2 separate regions of the Rattus norvegicus genome follow, and region 2 is linked to region 1. The links are chromatin contacts, called in public Hi-C maps. All regions are on one chromosome and are shown on one strand. Each heading gives the region's core, a stretch centred on a gene start, on an enhancer-like site or on the middle of the called end of the contact. The rest is flanking DNA. Distances are from core to core; before and after follow the strand shown. Region 1 overlaps Slc39a11 (solute carrier family 39, member 11). Region 2 holds the start of Sstr2 (somatostatin receptor 2).

Region 1 (3,552 bases), core at 504-3,003:
AAGGCGTTCCTCCATGAGGTAGAGCCTGGCTTTCCTGCTCTGGAGCCACAGTCCCTGTTCCTGAGGTGCCCAGCTGTTGCTGCAGAGAGAATGATTTGAAGACTTAGCAGGAAGTGCAGTGGGGAACCTGTATTGCACATCCTTGAACATTGGATAGTGGGGAGCAGACCAATGAATCCCTTAGTCCTTCCCAGTAGCTCTGTTTTCTGTGCACTGGCCGAGGCATCGTTGGGAATACAGAGCTGGTTTCTCCTTCGAATGCCCTATACCAAACATTGTGTGACAGTTTTCCCGGGGAGATAGAGAAAAATATCTAATGACCCTAGATAGGAAAACAATGATAGACCAAAGCAATGATACTACCAAAGACAAGTTCAAGGAACCAGTGAGTTTATCGGGTCTCCTTGCAGGGGTGAGTGAGAGCTTAGTTACAGGGACAGGATGACTCAAAGGCAGCAGCAACCCTGAGCACACCCCTGGCACACAGTATAGGGGATGCCTCTTGAAAGCTCGAGCTCTGGTGTTTACTGGAGGACTTTAGGTAGCTTGACAGGTCAGAGAGTCTCTTCCAGGCAGCTCAACTGGTCTGTGTTTTTCCCAGCAGCTCTGCTGGTAGCTGTTCTTCCCAGCAAGCCTTACTGCCTGTATAACCTTGAGGAAGGAGGAGCTTTGTGCATTTCATCAGTTTTAGGTACTTCCTGAGACTTGGAGTCACTCATTTCCCAAGTCTTTTTTTTTTCCCATGTAGAAAGGTTTGATGAGAGAAGAAGAGTAGAAGAAGAGAGGAAAGGCCGGTCATGGGCACATGGGGGGGAAGGGGGAGATGGGGAGAGAAGCACAGGGAAGAGCAGAGCAGAGAAGAACAAAGAGAGAGCAAGAGAAGAGTAAGACCATCATTTCCCAAGTCTTAAGGAGTCTCTCTCCAGGATGGAATATTTTAAGTTAGTGGAAGTTACCATATAATACCAAGCAGATACACAGTGTCTTCTCAGGTTACTGAGGGCAGAGTAGGAAGCCCTGGACAATACAGAAATGATCTTAACTACACAGATGATTTTTTCTCCACTTCCTTTACTTTCTCCAAGTTCTCATGCCCCTCTTTAATTTGCAGATGTTCTGAAAAACATGTCAATTTCATCTCAGTGTTAAGAAATAGCCTGTGTGTGTGTATGTGTGTCTCTGTCTGTTTCTCTCTGTCTCTGTCTCTCTGTGCGCGTGCGTGTGTGCATGCGTGTGTGTGTGTGTGTGTGTGTGTATGTGCGCGCGCGCGTGCGCGTGTGTGTGAGTGTTTGCGCTTGTGCATGTGTACGATGTAGAGTGTTCCCTTTCTTGACTGACAAACTGTCTGCTAGAGGTATGCCAACTCCGACTGGGCATGCTTGGTAAATCACTCTCATGGCCTCACCAGAGTTGAGGTGTGGAAGCTACAGGGTCCCTCCTGGTACAAGTCACACCTGGTAAACAGAAACTAAGATACTCCTGAATCCAGGAAGACAGCTTCAGTGGCCACAGGAAGTCTACCCTTTGAACTTGACCTTTGGCCCATGTCTGATCATTAGATTTTTGCCAAGATGCTTTAGAAGGGAAGTGGGTGAGAAGGTTTCTTGTAAAGGGGAGAGGTGGGACATAGACCTGGTGGCCTTAGGACAGTGATGTCCTGGTGAAGTGGCAGCCACGTTCAGCTGCTTTGTGTGACCCATGTGGCCATCTCTAGTTTAGAAAGCCTAGAAAAGAGGAACAGAAAAGGAATGGAAATTTCTGTGCACAGTGGAATTCTGGGACCAGCCTTCAGGGTTCCCAGAAACATGGGCAGGATGGACTTTGTAAGACAGCAGGGACCTGCCTTCAAGAAAAGGGTCAGGGACAAGGGTTATGTATGTGTTTAAGGGGAACAATTGTGATGGGATCATTTTTCCCGTCCTGTCATAAAGCTTTGAGATTTCTTTTTTGTTCGCCTGTGTTTGGCCATGTATGTTTCTGTGTGCATACACATACAAAGGGCACGCTTGTCTGTATGCATCCATGTTCCACCCCTGTGAATATGGCTGACAGTATGTCATATCTCAGAGATCACAAAAATGGTGTAGATTAATGGGCCACTCAGAGGCAGTTAACTCCAGAGCTGGCTCACTGACTGAGCAGAAATTCCCATTGTTGTGAAGACAAGCTGCTCCCACTTGATCCCCTCTTAAGAAACAAAAGCCTCCTTTGTGTGCGCCTGCGCTCCTAGGCAAGGGCAGACAAGGGACGTGTGTGTCGCAGCAGACAGCCCTCGACAAGGACAGATGGTGGTGTGGGTGTGAGTGGCTGGCTCCCGTCTACACAAAGGGAAAAGGGCGGGTTTTTGAAAAATGTCTATTTAGCAGACTTTTTATTTTCCCTGGATCCGGGGACATTTTAGTTAAAGGTGTGAATCCAGGAGCTGTGGGGTGTGAGCTGCTCCAGGCTGACAGTGCGTGGGACCATCTGGGCTGCGTGGCGTGTGGTTACTGTCAGCCTGGCTGGGCTCTGCCCACTGCTAGGATTAACAAGGTGCCAGCACGTGAGTGTAACACATAGAAGGTGGTAGAGGGAGGCCGGCAGGAGTGAGCTGAGGTGGAGGGCCTCATGTGCACCCGTGGGACTTTTAACTCACGGGAAAGTCCGAGTGGGCCCATGCAGAGGCCTGTGCTATGCAAAGGGGAAGGTGGAGCTTAGATGTCTTAAGAGAATTGGGCACACCATAGCAGGTAGGGCCAGAGGGAACCAGCAGGGGGCAGAAGTCAAAACTGAGAGGAAAATGGAGGTCAGAGCGTGGGCTCCTCTGGGGAAGGAGGTTCCAGTGGAGCTGGAGAGATGGCTCAGCACTCACGTTCAGGAGCTCTTCAGAGCACCCACATCAGGTGCCTCACAGGTGCCTGTGATCCCAACTGCAGGGCATGTACCCCTCTACTCTGGCTTTGCAGGCACCTGCACACATGGGCACATAAACCACACATGCACATACACAATTAAATATTAGAACTGCACTTACAGACGGGAGCGTAGCATGGCTCTCTGAGAGGCCCTCCCAGCAGCTGACTGAGACAGATGCAGATACTTACAGCCAACCTTAGCTTCAAGTCAGGGACTCCTACAGAGGAATTATGGGAAGGACTGAAGGAGCTGAAGGGGAGGGAGACCAACAGTCTCAACTTACCCATACCCCTGGGAGTCCAGAGACTAAGCCACCAACCAAAGAGCATACACTGGCTGGTCTGAAGCCCGTGACACATAGATAGCAGAGGACTGCCTTACCAAGTCTCAGTGGGAAAGCATGTGCCTAATCCTATAGAGACTTGAGGCCACAGAGAAGGGGGAAAAGCAGGGGAGCACCCTCTCAGAGGCAAGGGGGAGGGGGAATGAGATGAAGAACTATGGGAGGGGGGCAATGTCTGGAATATAAATAAACAAAATAATTTAAAAAACTTAAAAGAAATAAGTGAAATGGGTGTGTGTGTGTGTGTGTGTGTGTGTGTGTGTGTGTGTGTGTGTGTGTGTAGGGCGTGGGATAGTGAACAGTTTAGGTCAGGC
Region 2 (3,552 bases), core at 606-3,105, 180 kb before region 1:
GAGGAAGAAGAGGAAGGGAAAGAAGAATCAGAGGTGGTAAAAGGCCCGATGGAGCTCTTCAGCCCTAACTGTGCCCTTTGTGCAGAACCAGAATGAATGGCAAGGGGTGGGGGGGGTGTCACTTTTCTTTGAAATTGGCTGACACACACTTTGGGGAGAGAAGTCTTGGAAGGTGGATGGGGGTTACATGCTGGGAACCCCATGTCCAAGGAAGACATGAGCTTAGAACCCAGGAGTCCTATATAACAAGCCCAAGATCCCCAAGTGGCTTCTTTTCCTTTTCTGATTGTCTCACCGAAAGTGAATTCCAAATGCCACCAGTCGATACTTGTTGAATTGTGGTTAAATGAAATGTACCGGGAAGTCGGAGTCTCTGCTTTGTCTTTTTCCGGTATCATAGCTGTAAAATACTGGCCTGTGGCTTGGTGGGTGCTTTCCCCTGAGAGAGTCCTGGCTCTGATGGAAAGAAGGATTTCCACTCAGGAATCCCCTCTCCCATTCCCACAGAGTGTTCCAGAACCAGAGGAGTGAGAGGTGGCTTACGTGAGATCCTTCCCGGTTTTAGTTTCTTTCCAACATCTTTCTGTTGTGAGCCCTCAAGACCTCCCCACCCCCAAGCCTGCCAGACGCTTACACACACACACACACACACACACACACACACACACACACACACACACCCCTCCAAGAATCTGAGGTTGGAACTTCAGTTGGTTTTAGCTTAGACAGTAGCAGCGTCCACCATGGCGCTAGAGTGCCCCTCACCATGGGGGTGATGGTGGCTAAGTGAGCCTCAGAAAGACAGAGTTAGTGTGGGGAAAATATTTGGGGCCATAACTCGCTGACCCTGGGAACAAAGTGTTCCCTAATGGATCCCCACCGTTTCTAGAAAGACTAAGGGAGAGTGGACTGAGGTGCTTGTACGTCCAGCTTCGAAACGCAGAGGGGACTGAGGTGCCGGGGACGGGCAGTCGCCCGAGGACCTGACCATTCAGTAGTTGGTTCTCTCCAATCTAGACAGAGTCTCTGCCTGAGGGCGGCGGGTGTGTGTGGGGGTTGGGGGGTACCTGACCGCATACGAATCTGGGCCGCCTCCCCATCGGGCGTTAAAAAGCCAGGAAGAATCTACTTTCCGGTGACGTTCCCATCACCCGTCCCTCCCTAACTTAGGTCTCAGGGTGTGGACCCTGTAGTGGCACTTGGCATGCCCCTTCTCCTTTAGCTGATCTCATTTTCCTTGGACCAGGGCTGTTTCGCAGGTGGCTGGGAAACAAGTTGTCCCCATCACAGCTACCACCTGGACACTCGGGCTCGCAGGGCACACGCCATCGTTCTTGGGCAAATCCGTCCCGGAACACACTACCTTTCCACCCCAGACACCAGGGTACGCCTCTTTCACCCACCTGTCACCTCCAAAGGCACAAAAGCAGAGAATTTGCACGCCGGGACTAACTAATATGCAGGTCGCCGGAATCGGCGGTCTATCCCCGGTGCAGATGCATGTAGGTGCCCAAAGTGTGTTGTCCCTCCCTGCATCTCTCTGTGACACGCACATATGCACACACGCACCCCTCACCTTGCTTTTCCACGAGCACTCGCTTCTCTGTGTTCTCTAGCTCCCAGAAGCTGTCCTTTACCCAGCCGGGCGCCCGGGAGCGCAGCAGGTTTAGGGGGTGTTTGGCGCTCCGCAGTAGCTCTCGGGCTCGCAGCTTCCCAGTCTGGCTCGTGCTGGCCCTCCTGGCGTCTGAGAGAGCTTGCGTGGGCCCCGGTAGAGCTACCCTGGCCTGTAGATCATCGACGCCCAGCGGCGGACTGGTGCTCCAGGGGCCGGTGGCCTCGCCAGCGTGCCGGTGGCTGCGCCGCTAGCATTGGCCGGGGCGGGTGGCAGCCCCCGGGCACACTTCCCCACGCCCCCACCCGTGACGTCACGGCAGCTTGGCTCCGCCTGCCGAGTCCTGTAGGACCTGGTGAGGAGAGTGGAGAAATCCGCGGGTGGCCGAGGGCGCCCAGTGAGGATAAGTCAGCGGATCTGGATGCTGGTGGATGGTGAAGCGATGTCAGTGTCCCCACGACTCCTCCCGATGAGGACGTGCTGGCTTTGTCTCCGATTTCAGAGACTTGGTCCGGTTTTACCCAACAAATTGCAGGCAGCTGGTGTGGCGACTGGGGTGACCTAGACTAGCTCCGGGACCTTTAAGGCACGTTCTCAAGTTTGCAAAGCCGTGCCTACCACGGACCAGTCCCGGGAACAGGGCACAGGTTGCAGAGCCAGGCTAAGGGCAGAGAAAAAGAGGGGTGAAAACGGCAGGCGAGTCTCCATGCAGGCGCCTGCAGGTGTGGGTGTCGCACCTGGCTTCAGTTCCCGCAGCCAGCGGGCTCCGCGGGCTCCACGGGTCTCCCAACTGGAGGCCCCGGGGCCATGCAGTCTCTCCTTGCTTTAATTTAGTCTGTCAGTCACTGCTTGCTGGTCTGACCCAGCCCCAGCCCAACCGTTCCGCCTACGCGCGCTGGGGCGCTCTGCGGGAGCAAAGAGGGACTTGTAAGAAGTGGGAGATGTGTCGCATCGAGTTACAGCTATTTATTTTTTGACTGTGATGATTCAGTCGGTGTTCCAATACTTTAATAAGTCATAATCAATCCTGTAGCCTCCCTTCCCTCACCTCTCACCCTATTGCGCGTGCACGCGCGCGCGCGCACAGAGAGAGAGAGACAGAGACAGAGAGACAGAGAGACAGAGAGACAGAGAGACAGAGAGACGGAGAGACGGAGAGAGACAGAGAGTGCACCTGGGTGGTTTCTAGAACAAGAAAAATCAGGAAGCAAACTCGGATTAGCTTTCTCTGTGGGCCCCCCGATGCGACCACCCTGTTTATGACTGCTTGTGTGTTCATCTGGGAAAAGCATAAATCCAGAAGTTGTGTGTGTGTGTGTGTGTGTGTGTGTGTGTGTGTGTGTGTTTTGACGGGGAAAGAGAGCCAGAAGGTAAAAGCAGCCTAGAATTGCTTGTAAGTCAGGGTGTCGCTCATGGACGTTTACTGCACCATCTCTGTGAGATGTCCACGTGGACTCTGTGGGCTTGATGGAGGTTGCGGTAGGTGTTGTCAGGTCCTAGCATCTGCAGTTGGGCAGGGTTGAGGGGACAAATAGTGCAGCTCTCAGGATGAGGGGAGTGGCCCTGAGGGACAGAAGGGGACCTGGAATGAGCTCAGGCCTCCTCCTACCTCTGAGACACAGTTGTCACAATCCGTATTACCCTCTCCAGTTTAAAACCAATGGCCCTCTTGAAAAGCCAGGAAGCGTCCATTCTGAGTTCAGGTCTCCTCAGGTATCATGTGACCTTGTAAGAGTTCTTCAATGGCTGCTGCTCAGTTTGGGTATTGTTTAGAAAAATAGCTGTGCAAAAACCAGGAACCCCTGGTTCTCAGCGTTTCCTTCTCTCATACACAAGGTGACCCCCAGGGGGCAGTGTACAGGTTTTTGGTTCCATGTCAACACCACCAGCAAAAGCAGGCTGCTCCTATCAGCGAAATAATCCGTTCCCAAACAACCTGG

The links. Hi-C and Micro-C count contacts between places; a contact is called where the count stands out from the background.
Region 2: a Hi-C map of Schwann cells shows a contact between it and region 1, with 2.0 times the contacts expected there. The contact joins the promoter of Sstr2 here to the enhancer-like site in region 1. A contact is called at or near these places in 2 of 12 Hi-C or Micro-C datasets (Schwann cells and frontal cortex).

Annotation. Positions count from the first base shown.
Region 1 is chr10:98,976,867-98,980,418 of GRCr8, reverse strand. The region is part of intron 5 of Slc39a11 (solute carrier family 39, member 11); the gene reads left to right. Among named protein-coding and RNA genes, the nearest start is that of Trnaa-ugc10, 11 kb to the left of the region's middle. Within about 2 kb of position 1,753, at least 17 of the 93 cell types and tissues checked have an H3K27ac peak or open chromatin away from gene starts, as enhancers often do. A contact at or near this core is called in Schwann cells, where this site is marked.
Region 2 is chr10:99,161,656-99,165,207 of GRCr8, reverse strand. It overlaps Sstr2 (somatostatin receptor 2), which reads right to left and starts at 1,855. Exons shown (of 2, transcript NM_019348.2): 1 at 1,577-1,855. It also overlaps a transcript of Slc39a11 not described here.